Linked DNA regions of Mus musculus: region 1 is linked to region 2. A link is a contact called in public promoter capture Hi-C data. All regions are on one chromosome and are shown on one strand. The core of a region is the stretch at or near the end of the contact, and the rest is flanking DNA. Distances in the headings are between cores, read along the strand shown. Region 1 overlaps Prps2 (phosphoribosyl pyrophosphate synthetase 2). Region 2 holds the start of Tlr8 (toll-like receptor 8).

The links. Promoter capture Hi-C pulls out the DNA fragments that hold promoters and counts their contacts.
Region 1: a contact with region 2 is called in a promoter capture Hi-C map of hematopoietic stem and progenitor cells, with 2.1 times the contacts expected there. The contact joins the enhancer-like site here to the promoter of Tlr8 in region 2. A contact is called at or near these places in 13 of 39 promoter capture datasets (the 3T3-L1 cell line, 3T3-L1-derived adipocytes, the C10 cell line and 8 more), 4 of 15 datasets of contacts at CTCF or cohesin (embryonic stem cells, hippocampal excitatory neurons, large pre-B cells and 1 more), 44 of 484 Hi-C or Micro-C datasets (3T3-L1-derived adipocytes, the AML12 cell line, B cells and 25 more), 6 of 115 datasets of contacts at active chromatin or transcription factors (CD8 T cells, the HPC-7 cell line, Th17 cells and 3 more) and 2 of 9 other capture datasets (liver and macrophages).

What each region holds. Positions count from the first base shown.
Region 1 is chrX:167,358,606-167,361,730 of GRCm38.p6, reverse strand. All of the region lies in intron 4 of Prps2 (phosphoribosyl pyrophosphate synthetase 2), which reads left to right. Among named protein-coding and RNA genes, the nearest start is that of Prps2, 23 kb to the left of the region's middle. Within about 2 kb of position 1,825, at least 28 of the 459 cell types and tissues checked have an H3K27ac peak or open chromatin away from gene starts, as enhancers often do. A contact at or near this core is called in hematopoietic stem and progenitor cells and pro-B cells, where this site is marked.
Region 2 is chrX:167,262,799-167,265,967 of GRCm38.p6, reverse strand. It overlaps Tlr8 (toll-like receptor 8), which reads left to right and starts at 1,639. Exons shown (of 3, transcript NM_133212.3): 1 at 1,639-1,816; 2 at 2,078-2,219. The coding sequence starts at 2,217.

The sequences.
Region 1 (3,125 bases), core at 576-3,075, 96 kb before region 2:
CACATACACACACACACACACACACACACACACACACACACACTCATTCTCATGTACCTTCTCCTCACTTGTTGATATCTTCATCTCCTTGCAGCCCTAGAATCACACTTAAAAAGACTTAAGAGTGGCCAATAAAGTAATCCCAATGCATTGCGTTCCCTGGTTCTCAGAAGAGCACATGTGTTGGGCTCTTAGCTGCTGTCCAACAGCCACTGGTTCTCAGCACAGAAGAGAAGAAAACAGGGCAGGTAACTGGAGAGGGACTCTCTGACAGCTGCTGGAAGTGCCTCTGCACAGGAAGGAGACTCACATGAACGACAGTGGCAGTTAGGTTCCCAAGCCCCCAACTATGCAGGTGTCTTAGTCAGGGTTTCTATTTCTGCACAGACATCATGACCAAGAAGCAAGTTGGGGAGGAAAGGGTGTATTCGGCTTACACTTCCACATTGCTGTTCATCACCAAGGAAGTCAGGACTGGAACTCACACAGGTCAGGAAGCAGGAGCTGATGCAGAGACCATGGAGGGATGTACCTTACTGGCTTGCTTCCCCTGGCTCGCTCAGTCTGCTCTCTTATAGAACCCAAGACTACCAGCCCAGAGATGGTCCCACCCAAAAGGGGCCCTCCCCACTTGATCACTAATTGAGAAAATGCCTTACAGTTGGATCTCATGGAGGCATTTCCTCAACTGAAGCTCCTTTCTCTGTGGTAACTCCAGCCTGTGTCAAGTTGACACAAAACTAGCCAGTACAGCAGGGTTGGGCTTGGGAGCTAGCAGTAGTCCATTCTCTAGCCCAGAGCATGATGAGCACATGTGACCTTGGGCAAGCCATTGAAGTTTTCCCAGGTCATGTCTTTTTAACCATGTGAGTGACTTTGCAGAGTCATTTCTCCTGGATTTCTTCCATATCAACTTTGCAGTTGATTTGGAAGCTTCCCAAAGTCATGAGGTAGAACATGCATTCACATCATTCAAATCTCTTCTAGGCTAAGGGGTCCGGGGTGTTAGATAACTTGGGTTATAACAGCAGTAGGGGATTCAGAATATTTTCAGATTTCTGCAACTGTTACTGGTAACCACCTCCACACATTTTCATCACACCAAGAGGAAAAATCCCATGCCCCTTAGCAGTTGCCACCCATGTCCCCTGATCCCATTGGTTACTCCAGTGTCCCTCTATGGGAAGACACATAAAAAATGTGTTCATATCAATTGATCATACAGCAAATGACCATTTTCTCTGGCATAAAAGAAAAAAGAAAATAGAACTTTGGCCCAAGCAAGTCTAAAGAATAATAGATTCCATGGAGTTCTTTTGGCCCTTTCCCTTTTCCTATCCCAACTGTCTCTATCTATAGCCAAGAATATCATTCATACTTTCAGCAAAAATATTGAAACAGAGGCTAGTAAGATGACCCAGGAGTTAAAGGTGTCTGTATCCCAGTCTGATAACCTGAGCTTAATACCTGGGAGCCTCATAAGAGAAGACCTATTTCTTCAATATATTCTGACTGCCACACTTGTGCTTTGGCATACATGCATACACACACACACACACACACACACACACACAGTAATAAAAAATTAAAGCAAATTGAAAGAAAATAGAAAAGGTAACTCAGCTTCATCAAGTACTGTTGTTCTTTCCAGTGTTAGGGTAGTGTTCAAACATACATCCCCTGGTTCCATAGACGCAGACTACCGGTAATGTGTTCCCATGATTTGACTGTGGAACCTTTCCCCCAGCCTCCTTTGCCTGCACACTTGCGCCACAGCTGCGTTGGGGGTTGTAGAACCTGGGAGGCAGAGTGTCACTAGAAGAAGGTCATTGTGGGGTTGTAGTTTATAACCCAGATCAGCTTCTGCTTGGGTCTCTGCTTCCTGTTCCTCTAAGATGTGGCAAATAGAAGCCACCTGCTCCTGCCACAAAGAAGTTGCCTACTACCAGCCATTTTCCTATCCTGGTGGGCTTTATTTCCTTAAATCATGAGCCGAACGAAGTTAACCCTCTCCGCTTTGAGTTGTTCTTTGTCAGGGTTTGGTCACAGCAGTAAAAATAACACAGATGCGGCACACACTTCTCCACAGAGGTTCTTAAAAAGCGAACTCGCTATATTTTACCAGTAATTCTATAGTTATCTAACATATATTCTTGATCATTTCTCAAGGGAGGGGGGATTTATTTTGCTTTGTGATTTGAAGGTACAGCCTATTATGGCCAGGAAGGCGTGGCATCAGGAGCATATAGCAGCTAGTTGCTTTGCATTCTTAGTCAGAACAAAACACAAATGCTGGGTCTTAGTGCCCCTCTTTTCTATTTAGTGAAAGAAACCATTTCAACAGTGCCATGTATTTTCAGGGTTACCTGGTTGTTTTCATAGCTGTGTAATAGTCTCTCTCGCGCGCGCATGTGTGTATGTGTGTGTGTGTGGTCCTTCCCATGCTACTCATTCATAAACACTGTTGTTTGTGTGAAACACTGTTGTTTGTGTGATACAAATTTAGCAGAATTGTCTGACCTTTTGCATAGTTGTCTAAATAAGATACATTCCTAAAATTAAAACTGCCAGCCCAAAGGCACAGGACATTTAAGTTTTGGTGGACAGAGCTCAAAGTGGGTCTTTCAGAAAAGATATTCCAGATAGTGTTGTCCAGTATGGCTGCCAGAGTCTTGGTACCCACCCTTGCTCACATAGTGTATAATCAGTTTCAGTTGGCCTATGAGGCAAGTAGCCTGAGATATATCTTCTTGTGAACTTGGTTGTTAGGAGTGAAGTCAGGCATCCTTTCTGGTGTGATGGTTTTTTTCTATGAGTACAAACTTCCGTGTCTTAGCTGGAGACGTTTACCTGCGGATTGGCAAAGGTAGGCTATTACCTTTTAATGAGTATCTCAGGTATTTCCCCAGTTTTTTAACTGCCTCCCACTTTTATATTCTTATTCCCTAAAGAACTTTGAAAACCATCTTATACTTACATTTTGGCTTCTGGGCCTATGAAGCACTTGCCTTTCCCTTAAATTTTTTCTTCGCTTATGATTTTGCATATTTTCAAAGGTCTCTTTTTCTCTTTTAATGTTCTGATTTTTCTTGCATTTGACATTTATTGGGAAATAAAAAGTAAAA
Region 2 (3,169 bases), core at 390-2,889:
CTTCTATCTGAACCAAGATAGCCTGCTCAGCCATCTCACTATGTTTCTGTTTGCGCTGTTATTGTTGCTTAGAGCATTGAGTTTCTAAAATAGGATGTCAACATGACCTGGAATTCACCATGGAGACCAGGCTGTCTTCAAATGCATGGAGACCCTCCTGCTTCTACCATCCAAGTGCTCAGATTACAGTGTGCACCATCATACTTGCTTAGAACTTTCTTTTGAACAGTGTTCAGGAGAAACAAAAAAAGTGAGAGGTGTCTAAATATAGCCTTTGATTTCTGAGGCCCCATCCTCCCTGAGACCATGCCTTCCCTGTGGTAATGGAGCATACTGATTCGTAAACTGTAAGCCCAAGTAAATCTTTCCTCTGTTAAAAAAAAAAGATTTCTGGTTATGTCACAAATGTTTAAGCTGTCTCTGTTCCTTGATGACCTGGATCCTAGAAAGCTCTCCCCGACCATGGCCAAATCGTGAATACCTCAGGGACTGATACTCAGAAGTCAGTCTAGGAAAGGTTATCCAAGGTATTCTATGACTTCTTCAAGGCATTTTTTTCTATAACCAGGCTTTCTGTGGTCCACATTTCTGTGAATGACACACAGTGTGTTTACCTCTTACTTAGTAGGAGGAGGCTCTATAGAACAGAGCACCTCACTCTGACATACTTCTTTCTCCAGAGGCCAGCAAGGACTTTCTGTTAAAAGTTGGCATTTTGGGACAAGAGGTGAATTTCTGATATCATGTATATCCTTACATGGTAACTGAAAAACAATATCTCACAATTATTTCATTTATAAAATTCAAAACAGAATAATAGCTGAGGGTAGATTTTACTATGTACATGGTAATCAGAAAAAAATTAGAATTAGTTTTTGAGAGGGGTGTTTTTATAATTAGAGATTGAAGCTAGTGCTTCAACATGCCAAATTGCCAAATGTTCCTTTGTAAATTTTTGGTTTTTTGTTTTGTGTGTGTGTGTGTGTGTGTGTGTTTACTTGTGGACCAGATGTTGCTCCAAGGTTTTTGATTGTGAATACCTTTCTATGAAATATGTGGTGGGGCCCTGGCCCTGGAAGCTCCAAGTCTAATTTTATCCAACCAAATGAGAAAAGGGAAAAATCCCCAGACTCTACAATGCTCATCCAATCCCTCTTGCTCTCACTCAATGAGGAATTCTTTTATTTTTGAATGAACATTTATTGACCTTACATTGCATGTCAGGTGCTGCATGTAGAAGTGCCCCAGCTACAGTGGGCGATCCCTAGACACCTATGCAGCATGGCAGTCTTGAAAAGGTGTGGAACAAAGCAGAAGTATATATGAGTTACATACCTAAAGATAAGTTTCATAAATCCCAAATTTGATACAAATTTATGGTACAGGTGTTTGCTTTTTAAAATAATTTTTCATCAAAATATTATTTTCTCCCCCATTTTATTGCCTGTTTCCCTCCTAATCCTGCTTACCCAAACCCTACAGGTATCCATAGACATGAATATATGCCAACTCAAAAAAGTATGATGTGAGGGTTCTATGAAAATAATTTTATAAATGACTTTTCCTCTGAATTCAGTTTCGAAATTTTTAAAGCATAGCCAATAAGTGATTTGGCAACAGTTAAGAAATCACAAGTTCCTGTCTTCCAACATAAACTTCTGCAAATCCATTGCTAGATTTTGCTGATGCTAAAGCGACCAGATTTCAGAAGTTTGCCAAAGTCTGCTCTCTGCACAGCTACTGTACACAGAGGACCACTGCACTGCTACTACAAGCTATTGAAAGAGAACCTTGAAGGGATCCCAGCCAGAAAGGGGTAAGCTATGTGCGAGCTTGTCTCAAAGATCTCCTGCAAAATATAATTTCCCATCTAGAGATCCGGGTTGGTGGCTACTGATGGAAACAAAGAAAGTACTAACTGAGCCAAGTAGTAGCAGAAGCCAGAGGAAACCAGCAGCACACATTGTATGCTGGGAGGACTGCCTGTCTGATGAGTTTGTGCGAATGTTAAGATAAACTAAATTAGAGAGGAAACTTTGAAAGCCGAATACAATGATAATATTATCATTCTGAACAGGAAAGCAAGAGCCTTCCAAGAAAGAATTTGGGCTGTTCTATTATTTTCTGGTCCAGCTATAGAGCACATCTTCTTCCAGAAAAACAGAGTTGGATGTTAAGAGAGAAACAAACGTTTTACCTTCCTTTGTCTATAGAACATGGTAAGTTCCCTACCGCTAGACCAGTGGTTCGCAACCTCTCTAATGCTGTGACACTTTAATATAGTTCCTCATGTTGTGGTGACTTCCAACCACAAAAATATTTCATTGCTACTTCATTACTGTAATTCTGCTCCTGTTATATTTAATTGTAATGTAAATATCTGTGTTTTCCTATAGACTTAGGCAACCTTTGTGGAGAGAATTCTTTGACTCCCAAAGGGGTCATGACCCACAGGTTGAGAACCATTGCTTTACAAACATGGTTCAGTATCTGCAGTCTGGTGATAGTTGCTTTTAACTACTAAAAGCTGGAGTTTCTGTAGCAGCAGCTCCTTTTCCTGTTTGAAGTTTTAAAATGCACATCTCACTGCATCTGCTGCTATTGCCTTACACTGTCTAGATGCAGCAAGAGTTCTATTCTTATCATTGTCAAAAGATATTTGATTGAAAAGCAAACAAACTACAAGTTTCTCTGAATGGTGTATGTTATAGAAAATTCAGGGAAGTATAAGGAGAAATTGGAATATCTGACTTGAAACAAATCTCACTTAAAATTGACCATGTATGTTTTCCCTAGCCATTTAGTGCATATGAAAGGCCTTGGTGTGCTTTTGACACTAATTTAATGTCTATTTAACTTATTGGAAGTTAATTTTTATGCTCAGTTAGGTCCATAATGGAGCTTGAATATCAATTCATTTTGCAGTAAAATTTTATGATCCTTACAAATGACTGTGATCTATATGGGATTGGTCCAAAGAGACCAAAAGCACATATGACACTGCAATTGAAGTCGCCCAGTTTCGACTTGGTAAATTGCTATGATAGTCAAAATAGCTATGTCGTAAGAAAGGAGAGTATAGAACAGTAAGTGAATCAGAGGAAGCTTGTAAAGAAGTCCTTGGCTTCCACCTGTCACCAGAGGGAAAGAAGAGGGTAGGTTTTACAAG